Regions from separate parts of the Gossypium hirsutum genome. Here region 1 is linked to region 2. The links are chromatin contacts, called in public Hi-C maps. All regions are on one chromosome and are shown on one strand. Each heading gives the region's core, a stretch centred on a gene start, on an enhancer-like site or on the middle of the called end of the contact. The rest is flanking DNA. Distances are from core to core; before and after follow the strand shown.

Region 1 (3,779 bases), core at 57-2,556, 210 kb before region 2:
TCGAAATTTAATCACGTAAAGCCCAATTTTACTCACAATTTGGCGTAATTCAACGGGAAATTTAAAAAACTCCAAATAGTAAACCATAAAAAGGACGATACCTTATAATTCAAGTAAAAAGGTTCAAGAACTTACCTTTTGAATTGAAAGGATCTTCAGTTCTTAAATCCCAATATATATACACACACATATACACAAAGAAAACAATTAAAAATGCAATACTTTTAATGAAAATTCAGCTGAAACAAAGATCAGATTTTTATTTTTTTATTTTTTGGTTGAGTTGTTGTAATTTGAAACGAAGAATTTTTTTTACAAAAACCCTTCAAAGCTTAAGAAATTAAAAAAAAAAGCGACATTACAAAATAAAAGGCTTAAACCCATAGTTATTGACCAAAAAACCGGTTGAGCCGGTGGATTAGAGATTGCTTCACTGGCAGTTGAAGGTAATTAAACCCATAGTTTCCAGCTGTCAGAAAACTAGAAAGGAGGAATTACCACGTGGCAGTCGATTACATATCGGATAAGATAAAAAGGATAAATTTTTCCATAAGTCACTGTACTTTTGTAAATTTAGATTTAACCCCTATACTTTTATTTCTAGGAAATTAAACTCTCTGCTTTTTCAGATTTCAAAATTCAGCTGTCTACTTTTCAAGTTTCTGCTAATTTAGTGCCAGAATTCTGACGCTAGCCTGGTGTCTATGGTTTCATAGAAACCTGTTCGTTTGGAAGCAAACAGATGCGCCAGCAGCTGTGATTGTCAACCAGGCTGACAGGTTTTTGAAGAAGTGGCAAGATGCTCCGACTGTTTTATCCAGGGGGCAGTGCGTTCCGTCGGGAAGGAGCAGCAGTCGAGTCACTTGGGAGAAGCCGGCTGATGGTTGGGTAAAGTGCAACGTTGGCACCGCCATCTCTTCTACATCGGGCGGTTGTTTTGCAGCTATTGTTCGAGATCATACTGGGTCTTTTATCCGAGGTTGTTTAGGAACGGCCCCTACTGTTTGGGAGGTACAAATGGCTGAATTGGTGACCATACGAGAGACTCTCTCTTGGTTGAGAACACTAAATTTTAGAAAGGTAATTTTCGAATCGGATTGTGGGGATGTTATAGAGCGTATAACTCTTCACGGCATGACTTATCTGAATTTAGGCTTGTTCTTCAAGACTGTTTGACTCCTTTCGGTGGACTAAACGAATGGTTAAGACGGCTCACGAGCTCGTAAGAGTGACCTTATCTCGATGTCTCTCCCACGTTTCTTTTGCCTATTTTTGATACTGATATTTCTTCTTTACAGACTGATAATATTCAGAGAGATAAACCTATTGCTTTAGATTTTTGGTTTTGTGCTATTGATATTTTTCAGAAATCAACCTGAGTTAACAGTTAATTAAACACCGATCAATATGTAAGCCTATGTTACATTTATGACTTTGTAATGGGCCAAATCTGCCCGGGCCCAACAACTAAAAACCAAAATTTAAAAAATAAATAAAAATTAAACCAAATTAAATGTCCACAAGTTCAAATTACATATCCCAATTTCAAACCCAAACTCAAATTTAAAACTCAAAACCGAATTAATCCTAGCCCAATACTCAATGGCCCAACAACTAATAGAGCCCGATAGGCCTAATCCTTTGAAAGTTCTTGGGAACCCTAACCCTAGCCCCATTCGCTTGGCGCTGCAGCAGCCTTCAGCATCCTCCAGCACTAACATCGTTCGCGCCTCCACGTCGACACAATCGTACCACCTCCGTACACCGCCACGTTCCTGCAAGCAGACAAGCAGACAACAGCAAAATAGAGACAAAAAAGGAGCAGCTTTTTGTATTTTTTTTCTTTTTTCTTCATTTTTTTTTACTTTCGGCTTCAAAAGCCAAAGCCAAAGAATGTAATCAAGGGAGGCACACTTCGCATATTGTAATAGAGAAAAAGGCTATCAAAATCAAGAGGTGATTTCCGATTTAAATCGCTGGGCACTTTTTTATTCTATATTTTTTTTTTCTTTCTCTTTGGCTTTATTATTTAGTTCTTGTTGTTTTTTTTATTTTTATTTGAAGACACGAATAAAAAAGGCGAAGGGCTTACCTTTTCGAACGCGCCATCGAAGTCCCTAGTTCCTTTGTCGAGATCGGAGTTATAGAGGGGATTTTGGGGGTAAAATCGGCGGTCCTTGAGGTAGGGATCCAAGTGGGGTTAACTAGCGAACAGATCACCCTCCGTCGATCACCGTTTGGGGTGGTCAAATGGCGGCTAGGGTCTTTTGAGGCTTGGTGCTAAAGAGGGGTAAAAATCGGCCAAATGAGAGAAAGTATGGGGGTATTAGGGTTTAGCTTTAATAGAGGCTTGAAGAAATGGCCAATTGCCTCTTGATCCCCTGCTATTGTGGATTAAAAATGAAACGGCACCGTTTTAGGGGAAGGGACCGGCGCATTAACCTGTTCCAGGACCAAGCTCTTAAAATGGGTTATTTTGTAGAAGGTCCTTCCCCTTTGCACCGCATTATGATTAGCTCCCATTCGCATTTGATTTGTTTTGATTTCTTTTGAATTTTTCCCAAAATTTGAGCTCTTTTGCATTTTAGCCCGTATCTCAACGCAGTGTTTCGGGATCAGGGTAATTATCAGCTTTGGTCCCTGTGAATTCGCGCCTGTTGCGCATGGGTCCTTATTTTAATATTAGTAGTTTGTTTTATTTATAGATTATCCCTTTCATTCTAATTGCATTTTAATTAGATCCTTTTGATTTGTATAATTCATTTTTTATTATTCGCTTGATTTTTTTTATAAATGTATACTTTTTTTTTGAGTTTTTAAGATGATTTTGTCCTCTTGACATAAGATCTTTATTTCAAATTTTTTATCATGTTATTTTAAATTTTTTTATATAATATATCCTTTAAATGTTTTTATATACTATTAAATACATGTAGTTCATGATAAAGTTGGATTTTTATTCTATATATCTTATTAATTCTATGATTACTTCACATATATTATTTCTTTCGAATCTATTTGCATATATATATATCAAAACCTTATGTATATAAAACATATTTTATCATATTTTTTTGTTTTTAAAAAACCTTTCATATTTTTTAATATTCCTTATTGTATGTGTATGGTCTATTTTGATATTTCATTTAAAAAAAACATTTTGCACATTTTTTGAATTATTGTATCATATAATCATTTTAAAATTTTCTTCATGTAATTTTATGTTTAAAAGATTCATATAATATCTTATCTTCATATATCAATATTCATATATACATATACATGATTTATATCGAATTACTTATTTAAATCCTCTCTTGAATATGTTCATATTTTTTTTACTTATATATATTCTTTATTTCTTTTAAATCCAATTTTGGTATTATATATATTTTGTTTATATTATTATTATCCTCTTGTATAAGCGTTGTTTATATTAAGCTTTTTATTTCATGAACATTAATTATTGTGGATGAACAAATCTTGCTTCATATTATTTTTGTACAATCACTAGTTTTGTAACCACCTAATTTTCAGTGGTGTCGGAACAGTGATTCGAGATCACTAAATCCAACAAATGAGTAGGAAATATTATTAATTTAGTGAGTATAAGTTAAATGTGAAGTTAGGAAAAATTTTGAAATAGTGAAATGTACAAAAAATATATATTAAAATAATTAGAATTGAAAATGAGGTATCGAGACCTCGGGAATTTTAAATCGAGCCATAAATATTTTTATAAATATTTATGGAGTGTTAATAAGTTAGTATTAAAGTTT
Region 2 (4,104 bases), core at 1,003-3,502:
ATCAGATTCTACAAACTTTACAACAAAACTGACAATTGACGGTTGACACAGACAGAATCATAACAACAATTCACACAATAAAATTAGCACTCAATCCTACTTGTAATTGATTTATTAAATTTCAAACCTATATATATCCACAGAACGGCAGCAACAGCAGCAAACTATATAATATAGGAGATGAAACTACCTTTACTTCCTCACAATTCAGAGATCATTATAGAATACGCCCACTTTACCTACAAGTCAAAAGACATATTTATTTGGAAGCATGAACATGATGGCCAACAACAAACTAAAATAGAACCCAAAATTTTCTACACTCTATTAACCACTAAATACACCTTTCAGTCAAATCATATTCTAGGGTAATCCTGGCACTAAGGGAAAGTTTCCAACACAGGAAATGAATTAAAAAAGTTGCCAAACGAAAGCACTATTGAGAAAACTTATAATGTAGGGCTAGGATCCAGATATATGATCTTTTTAACAGTCAACAGTTATGCAAAACTATGCTTTGACCACCAGAAGCAATGTTAACAATCCAGAAAATCATGAAAATCAAACCAGTATGTACTTAACACAGTGCCAATAATATGATAAAACAATAAGACTACCTAGGCTTATGCATCAAAATGTAAATAATTGAAGAACACACAACACAATTAAGTAATAAACTAAGATATAAAGAGCACAATTATACATCAGTAATATGACCAAGTCCAAAGATCAAACAAAAAGTCAGTACTAAAAACAAGTCACTTCCAAATGCTAGCACATATAATCATATGAAAATGCATGGTACTAAACATATGAGACATACTGTGAAAGACCAGAAATTTTCTAAATTCCTGTTTATTTTTAAACGAGCTGCCTGTATGGGATGTTGAAATTATCGCCATATAACATAATACAATCAATTAATATCATCTTAATTCCCAAACCTTGACTACGGGGAAATTTTTAAGAGTTGTACCAGACAATGTAAGCTGCCAAAAACACTATATGCAATTAAAAGTGTACGAAAGACCAAATAAAAAGGAAGTCAGGAAGGCCATTAATGACACTGGTAATGAATGTGAATGGATCAATGGATCTAACAGAAAAAAGGTTCACTTCTGATTGTAACTATAAGTGGTCTCTAATATTCCAAACCAGTCACCACTTACCTAATTTGATAATTCCAAATTTAATAAGAAAAGAAAAGAGAACCAAAATGGTAAGTTTTTAGAGATTAATTACACCGCTAATGAACATGAATGATGGATCCAGGGCAGATGAATCTATGATAAATTAGAGACCTCATATCAATAAGAATTCAATTACCTTATAGCACAAGGGTGAAAATGAGTTCCTTGTTTGTTAATCTTCCCCACTCGAACTGAAACCAAAGGTATGCAAAAACACCTCGCCAGCATACCAACTTCCGATGGCTCAAAGTGCTGCAAATTTCATCGAAACAAAAAATATTACACACATAAAATAGACAAATTAAGACTCCGATATAAAAAAATAAAACATTTATAATAATTTCAGAAGAGAATTCGATTTAAAAAAAAATTGAAACAATTGTATCAATTAAAGTTCCAAGTTATCAAAGGTACCTGACTCAAATGAGCTAACAATCTATCCTCGGCGACGCCGTTTGAGGAGTTGACTTTCAACAGAGGCTTTAATCTCTCATCGGTTCGACAAGCGCCGATTAATTGCATATCTAAAGCTTGCAACCATTGAAGAACCCTATCTTCTCGATTGCTATGTTGAAGCAACAAATCTCCGTCGTTTTCATCAACAAATATGTCGGTTAATCTTTCCGTGAGTCCGATTTCATTCATTGTCTCACTGTTTTGTCTCGAAGCTGCTCCAGATCCACCGCTAGAGGAGGTCTCGATAACGCCGTCCGATGATGAATCCATCGATTCGTCGCCGTTTTGATCCACGTGATCATCAACAAATTCTCGGTTCCCAGAACTAGCCATCGATGATTTCAACCACAAATTTTAAAAAATGGAACCTTAAAAAATTTCGAATTGACAAATTATTGGATTTATGAAGGAATCTAATTTCGTGATTCGTTAAAAATTTCAAATTATTTTAGAATTAAAAGCGTGAAGATCGAGAAGATCGATTGGCTTACTTCGAGAGAGGCGTCGTTTTAGAGAGAGAGAGAGAAGGGAAATTATTAGAGAGAGAAAAAAATCTCCTTTACCAAAATTTAAAGGAAGAAAATGAAGATAAGAAAAACAAAATTTAAGCTGGAAAGGGTTTTTATAAAGAAGAAAAAAAAGGAAAAATACAGGCGGACGTCAAGGTTTTTTATAGAATTCGGTTAATTGTTATTCTGTTTGAGTTCCGTGCTTTGATTGATTGGTTATTACTTATTCACTTGTTTTATTTGTTAAAAATTCCACGTCCGCTTTTTATATAGTATTTCTTAGTTGTGTGGATCCCACAAGAAAAAGAAATGCCACGTCAGAGAGGGCGATGACAGCAATGATGACCTCACTTGTTAGCTGGATTCACTATTAAGTAATTAATTACTTATTTAACTTTGATTTACTTGCCATTAATTTTAATTTAATGTATAATAATTTAATTTAATGTAATTATATACGTAAAACTTTAATTTTAGTTTAAATTTATATTTGAAATTTTAATTTAGATTTAATCATACACATTTAAATAAATAAATAAATTTATTTATTTTTATATTAGATAAATAATATTATATGGATATGTGAATTCTAACATATTAAAATATTTTTATTCTATTTTTTACTTTTATGACACCTTTTGGAGCTGGTTTTATATAGAGGTGCTCATGGGTCGATCGGATCGGACTTAAATATAATATTAACATACTTTATATTTGCTTAAATTTGGTTCGATCTAAAATTTAGGTCTCAAAATTTTGTCCAATCTCACCCATATTTTCAAAAGATTAACCCAACCTATTTTAGATTTGTTCATATTATTTTTTTAATTTTTTTAAAAAGTATTTATATTATATTATTTTAAAATTTAAAATTTAATAATTTTGTACATTTTTTATTTATTGAAATTTTTTATATAATTATCTTAATATTATTTTAATGTTCACATTAGAATAGTATTAAAAATTTAATATTTAATACTTTTGTATTTTTTTATTTATTGAAATTTTTTATATAATCATCTTAACATTATTTTAATGTTCACATTAGAGTAATATTATATATTTAATATATGTTTATTTTTATAATGTATTCTAAATTAGATAATATATAAAATAACATAATATAAAATATTATAAACTTAAAAAGAGTCAGGTCAGTTCGGGCCAGGCTTAGGCTTTGAATGTTCAAGACAAAACTCGACTCATATTTTAAATGGACCTAATTTTTTTGTCCAGACCCTCCCAAATTTCGAGTAGATCTTCGGGCCTGAGCGAATAACCCCACCCACAAGGGCAGAGCCAAGGGAGGTTTGGCAAGGGCCCCGACCCCTAAAATGGAAATCTTCACCTTTAATCTTTCTATAGTTTTAAAAATTTTAAATTAGTATTTGGTAAAATTACACTTTGGCTCCTTAAAAAATAGAAGAAAATTTGATTTAATCTTTTAAAAATTATAAAAATATAGGCTATTAAAATAGTGAAACTTCACTTTTGTTATCGTAGAAATATACAACTTGATTCCGGCCCTTTTTCTGGCTTTGCCTTTACTGACCTATGAACAATTCTAATTTTATATAGTATATAGATATAAAATATTTTGATGTTTTAAAATACTTTGAAAGTTTTGAGTGATAAAAAAAGTCAAATTGCTAAATAAATGGATTAGCACGTGAGCTCTCGTGGTCAAATAGGAAATTTTCGGATTTTCATGGCAATTAATATGTTCGACAGAATCGTTCATCCTATTTTTGAAACAATTTATAAATTTTCAAATTCTTCAATAGAAAAATATTGTTATTCAAATACATTCTAACAGATTATTCTAACAACAACTAACCTAAATTTCTATAATATACTAAAATAAGTTAATACAATAATAATTTTATGACTATTTTTTACACATTTTAATTAAAATTTGTAAATATTTATAAGAATTTATAACATGAGCT

The links. Hi-C and Micro-C count contacts between places; a contact is called where the count stands out from the background.
Region 1: a Hi-C map of leaf shows a contact between it and region 2, with 2.3 times the contacts expected there. The contact joins the promoter of LOC107962029 here to the promoter of LOC107962045 in region 2. A contact is called at or near these places in 2 of 34 Hi-C or Micro-C datasets (both in leaf).

Annotation. Positions count from the first base shown.
Region 1 is chrA06:121,365,687-121,369,465 of Gossypium_hirsutum_v2.1, reverse strand. LOC107962029 (telomere repeat-binding protein 3) reads right to left here and starts at 1,306. Exons shown (of 9, transcript XM_016898245.2): 1 at 721-1,306. LOC121230550 reads left to right here. Exons shown (of 2, transcript XM_041115456.1): 2 at 717-2,297. The coding sequence ends at 1,176.
Region 2 is chrA06:121,153,393-121,157,496 of Gossypium_hirsutum_v2.1, reverse strand. It overlaps LOC107962045, which reads right to left and starts at 2,252. Exons shown (of 4, transcript XM_016898263.2): 1 at 1,605-2,252; 2 at 1,327-1,442. The coding sequence starts at 1,979.